2 separate regions of the Sus scrofa genome follow, and region 2 is linked to region 1. Evidence: chromatin contacts called from public promoter capture Hi-C data. All regions are on one chromosome and are shown on one strand. The core of a region is the stretch at or near the end of the contact, and the rest is flanking DNA. Distances in the headings are between cores, read along the strand shown. Region 1 holds the start of PWWP2A (PWWP domain-containing protein 2A). Region 2 holds the start of RNF145 (RING finger protein 145).

Region 1 (2,700 bases), core at 104-2,603:
TATCGTTTGAGAAGTTAGTATTTGAATACTTTTATACCACATCTCGATACTAAAGGTTAAAAAAAAAAACATCTCTTCTTTAGACTTTTCTTAAAGCCATCATCATGATGAACCAAATATGCTTCCATACTGAACTTATCTAGGGGGAATTAGTTCTAACTAAGAATAACAGTCAAGGATCTCATTTTTAATAAATGCTTTTCCCTTTATAAGGAGTGACAGCCTTTTGGGAGTCCCAAAGCACACACCCCTTTTTTCAACCTCATTCAAGGCTAATTTGAGAACAGGGCAGTATCCCCCATCCAGCACCCCGTTCTCTGCAAAAAGCCTTCTGCATTTTGCATTAACCCATCCACCCTTGTGTGGGTGAGCCAGGGCCAGGTCATAGGAAAAGGCCGAGGCTGGGGGTGAGACCCGCAAGGCCGTCAACACCCGCGCCCCCGACCCGGCGGGACACCTGCACTCGCGGGCGTCCACCTGGGGCAGGGCCCGCCCTCCTGCGGCCCCACGCGCCTGCCCCTCTCGGAGCACGCGCCACGCGCCGCGCGGGACCCAAGGGCGGTACAGGCAGCAGGGCGCCTAAGAGGCGGGAGCCCGAAGTGAAGGGGCCGCCCAGGCTCGATCCCTCCCCGGGGACCGTGGGGGCCGGGGCGCCCGGGGGCGTGCTGGGGAGGACGCGGTACCTTTTGGACAGATCCATCAGGACCCCCGAGAAGAGCTTCTCCCCGAGGCGGAACGACACGACGAGCGCGTCCTCAATGATGTGGTCCAGCGTGACCCGCACCTCCGAGCCGGGGATCAGTTGCGACACCGCGGAGTCCCCGCCCGCCGGCGGCACGAGCGCAGGGGCTGCTGGCTGGGGCAGCGGTAGTTCCTGGCGCTCCTCGGGAGCTGGGGGCTGCTCGGGCGGCGGTGCAGGGGAAGGTGGAAGGTCAGGCCCCTCCTGAGACGCGGCTGCCGTCAGCTCCACAACACCGGCAGGCAGTTCGTCCGCCTCCAGCTCCAGCTCCGCCGCCTCCGGGCTGCAGGCGAGCTCCCCCGGCGGCGGCGGTGGCGGCGGGAGCGGGGGCTCGTCGGCCTGAGGAGAGGACTGCTGCCCGTCGGCCTCGGCGTCCGGCACAGATGCTTCAGTGGCCGTGACCGGGAGCGGGTCAGTGCCGGCCTCGCTGCCGGGGATGGGCTCCATCTCCGGCTCGGCCTCGCCGGCGCCCCCCTCCCCGGGGGACGCTGCAGTCGCTGCCGCCTCTGCAGCCACAGCCGCCATTTTCTTCCTGGCTTCTCCCTCCTCCAACTCCGGCTGCTGCTGCGGCGGCGGCGGCAGCGCTGCTGGGTTCCCCGGGCCTTCCCCGCCCTCACGCTAACAGTTTTGTCCCGCCCTTACCCCCCCCATGCTCGCTATTGGCACTGCGCCATTGGTTCCGTCCTACACCCCTCCCGCACTTGTGACATTCCACTGGTCAAATCAGGACGTCTATCACCCAGTCCATCCCTCCCATGCAGAGTAGGAACTTCTCATTGGCCGGGCGAGTTGTCAAATGTGGTATCTTAGAGGAGGAGTTGGGGACGGGCTCAAAGGGGGCGGGGGAGTCACCGAAGCTGAGCCTTATACTTAGCTCCTCTTTCTATTGGCTGGAGGAGAAAATAACGTCTTACAGTTGGTCTACCCTCCTGCCCATTATCAGCCGGTTTTTCAGAGGTGGAGTAAACGAGGGAATCACGTGGCGTTCCTACTCTTTCAAAGGCGACCGAGGGGTGGAGAAACGAAGTAATAAGGGAGGGGAACCGCCTCCCAGGAATCCCTGCGCAGAGGTCCTTAGAATAAATGTTATTTCTAGGCGCAGACCTGCTTGCTGCCGCGTGTGGGCACAGGCTTCTTTGAGAGGGACAACTAAAAGTTTGAAGATAATTCTAAAAAACAGTTTTTGAGCTCCTACCATGCAAGGCACTTGCACGGGAATAGAATAGAATAATGTGTAAGACATTCCCATAACCTCACTGCAGCTGCTCAAGCTCCCACAAAAAGTGTTTCCTCGACGTCGCTCTACTTTCTAGGAACAATGCACCTACTTATTCCAAAGTAGGAAAATGCTAACGAATCTCTTGCGAAGGAGGGCATTAAGAATCCTAAAGTGTCACTGAAGCAGCCTGGGTCGCTGCCACGGCCTGAGTTCAATCTCTGGCCAGACAACTTACATAGGCCTCAGGCGCAGGGAAAGGAAGAGGGAAGGAGAGAGAAAGGAAGGAAGAAAACAGGAAGGACACCATGCACACTAGATTAAGCTGATGATTGTCAGCTTAATGTATGTCAGAGAGCAGTCCTGGACTTTCTTGTGAACACTACTTTTTGGAAAGTGGTGACACCTGGCTCCTTGCTCCAGCTTTTTTCGTTCCGGGCCTCTCCTATGCCACAGGTGCAAAAAATCCTCTCTCTTCACCGCCCTAATGCTCCTACTTCTCTGTTCCCATTTTGTTTCTTCACTTGTGTAGAAGAATCTATTGAACCCATTTCTGACTAATTGCACCTCAGATTGAGTCTTTTCTCCAGAAGAGACTGTAGGCACTGAGAATGCCTACAGCAAAGAGAGAAAAGTTACCAGCTTTAGGTGGAGTGAAAAATGAAATTCTAAAGATTACTTACAGCTAATGTTTATTGAGCACCTCCTACGTGTAGGCATTAATACAAACACTTAGTATAATATC
Region 2 (2,872 bases), core at 59-2,558, 840 kb before region 1:
GGTGCTCCCCCACTCCCACTCATTGCTAGCTAACTTTGTAAGTACCTGATTTCCACAAAAACTACTAGCAATTCGGTGGTTGCTGGTTATCCCCAAATCAGCAAAGATAGGGAGTCCACTCTGAATACAAGGGCCATGTTTAGACTTAAGCAGCCAGACAGAGGAAATAAAAACTGCTATCTCTGCCATTGGGCGTTCAGCCTGGGTCACCACTGCAGCATAGACAGCTCATCTTTTGGGCAGGATTCAAGATTCACTAGAACTGCACAGTCCGTATTTTTAAAAATTTGGAGGAAAAAAAATGCCTCTCCTCTGCTTTCAAACTAGTTTCCTGTTTACTGCACACTGCAATGCAAAGCCATCCATTAATCTTTGATGCCTTCCCACAGCAAAGCCCCCTTCCTCTCTCCCAGAACCTCCTCCCCCGCCCCCCCCCCCGACGCCTGCTGATCTCAGTTGCGTTTGAACTATAGTAACCCCAACCCAGCTCGCTGCAAAGCAGGCAACGCAGCAGCAGCCGGGCCGCTGCCGCCGCGGGGCTAGGGGATTACGTTCACAAAAACTCTGCCAGGAGAGAGGCCCGTGCCAGGGAGCTCCCCTTCTGTCTGGCCAAGGGTGCTGGCTCCGCCATGCCACGCACCAAAAAGCTTCTGAAGAAAGAGGCGGGCAAAGTTCTTCATCCATGAACAGAAAGGAGACTCATTCATGAAGGGAGCGGCAAGGATCTCAGGGTTCTCGGTTGGGAAAAAGCAAGAGTAGAGGGGGATGCAGAAGGGAAGGAAGGCAAACGAGACACGAAGCGATGGTGAAAAAAAGGAAGGGGTGAGAGAGCTCTTACTGTAAAAAAAAAAAAGAAAGAAAAAGGACTGACAGATGGGATGCACAGTAAATGGGTCCCCATTCGACGAATGAGTTGGCAGGCCTTTCCGCACCCCTAAACAACCTCAAACCCAAGGAAAGGGCGGAAGCTGAGTTTGGGGCTCCGTAAACCAAAAAAGAGTAGGGAAAAAGGAAAGAGGGGGGAAGCTTGGAAGCAAAGTGGACAAAGACGCAAAAGAGGAAAAGTTCGAAGTTGGGACTGGAGGAAAAGAGCTGGAAAGGGGCAAAGAAAGGGGACGCTCAGGAAGGGGTTTAGAAAAGGCCCCGAAATGGGGTACTGGGGAGGCGAAGGAGGAGCGCGCTAAGTGAGGGCACCTTAGGAATGCCGGAGGAGATGAGGGATCGCTCCAGGAAGGTGGAGGAGTGGAGAGGCGGCGGACAAGGCCCGAGAGCTGGGAAGGGGGCTGAGCCCGCCCCGGGAGAGGAGGGCAGAGTCGGAGAGAGCCGAAGCGGGTGGGGGGGGGGGGGCGCAGGAGGACCGCGGGCGGGGCTGGCGGTTGGGAGGGAGGGGGCGCTGCGGGTTAAGAGGGGCTGTGGACGCCGCCGCCGCCGCCGCTGGGAAAAGAGGAGGGGGCAAGGGGGGAAGGGGCAAAGGGGAAGAAGAGGACAGAACGGGCCACGGCATGGGGGAAGGGAGAGGGGAACAGAAGATGTGGGATGCCGACAGGGGCGCGGGGATGGGAAGGGGCGGGCCGGCGCGGACGGCTCAGTCACCTCGGGCTGCGGCCTCCCTCCCTGCGGGGCAGCACCGCGGCGAACGGACGGGCTCCGCAATTCCCCGGCTCTCTCGCCGACCCTCCCGTTCTCCTCGGGCGGCAGCGGCGGGGACCGGGACGGCGCGGCTCACAGCGGCGGCTCCTCCACGCCGGGCCTTAGATGCTGCGTTTTGGGAGGCGGCGGCAGCGGCGGCGGCAGCGACCCGACCCGTGTGGTCACCATCGTCCGCGGCGGCAGGCGCTCGCGGGCCGAGCTCCTCAGCAGCCGGCGGCGGCCATGGCCTCCTTGGTTCACTCCTCCCGCCCCCGGCGCTCTGCGGCGGCCGTGGCCCGGCTGCCGCGCTGTGCGCCTGCGCGCGCCCCTGCCAGGGCGGCGCGCCCCTCCCCCGTCCTGCACGGCTGCGCACGCGTGCTCCCGCGCTCACTCACAATCGCGCTGGAGGGGTGGTTCCCGGGCCGCCTCCGGTACGTAGGCGGGCGACACAAGCCTCCCGAAGCCGCACAGCCGGTCTGGGCCGCTATGGAGACGCGTACCACGCGGACACCAGCACGCGCACTGTGACACGCGCCATTCTGACACACGTGCCCTCTCACACTCCCCAAACACCGGGAGTCACACGCGTTCACACCCACACTTACCTGCAGGGACCACGTGGGAGAATTGGAGGAGCTGATCCTCACCGAAGGCAACCGCAGTAGCAATGATGCCAGAGTTTTATTTAACTCCTATACTGACTGGTCTAGACTGTCAACTCCTTGGCCTCAGGGACCACTTCTGTGATGGCTCGGCCAGCCGTGCGTAGCACAGAATAGGCGCTCCATAAGCTTCTGTTGAATAAGTGAGTGGATATATAAAGAAATGACTGAGAACTGTTCACTGAGTATTTTCAATTTAAAAATTCCAACCCCTGGTTTAAAGAATCTGTACAAAAAATGTTTACTGTAGCATGAAATTAAACGGTATGTGTTTGTCTTATCTTTCAGTCCAAGGTTCAAAACAGGTTATTGTACACACCCCCTTCCCAAGGTAAGGAAATCATTTGTTCTGCCTAAGTCACTACCACTGATCAGCATTTCTACCTTAATTTAAATGTCAGCACACCTTGTTCCCCCATTTAACCACAGTACAAACCCTGAAACACATTGGGTTCAGAATGAATCAAGGATTTTGCCAGTTTTCTGGGCTTTGGCAGGCCTCCTTATCCCCAGATTTTCTACTTCCCAGCCTCACCACCACTCTCCACAAATTCCCTTGTCCCAGCCCCTTCCAAAAAAAA

Evidence for each region. Promoter capture Hi-C pulls out the DNA fragments that hold promoters and counts their contacts.
Region 2: a contact with region 1 is called in a promoter capture Hi-C map of liver, with 6 times the contacts expected there. The contact joins the promoter of RNF145 here to the promoter of PWWP2A in region 1. A contact is called at or near these places in 1 of 5 promoter capture datasets (liver), 1 of 47 Hi-C or Micro-C datasets (heart right ventricle) and 1 of 2 datasets of contacts at active chromatin or transcription factors (alveolar macrophages).

Annotation. Positions count from the first base shown.
Region 1 is chr16:63,408,551-63,411,250 of Sscrofa11.1, reverse strand. PWWP2A (PWWP domain-containing protein 2A) reads right to left here and starts at 1,353. Exons shown (of 4, transcript XR_002339711.1): 1 at 684-1,353.
Region 2 is chr16:64,250,208-64,253,079 of Sscrofa11.1, reverse strand. RNF145 (RING finger protein 145) reads right to left here and starts at 1,308. Exons shown (of 11, transcript XM_021077056.1): 1 at 1,195-1,308. LOC102162058 reads right to left here and starts at 2,167. Exons shown (of 4, transcript XM_021076824.1): 1 at 2,130-2,167; 2 at 1,594-1,994. The coding sequence starts at 2,167.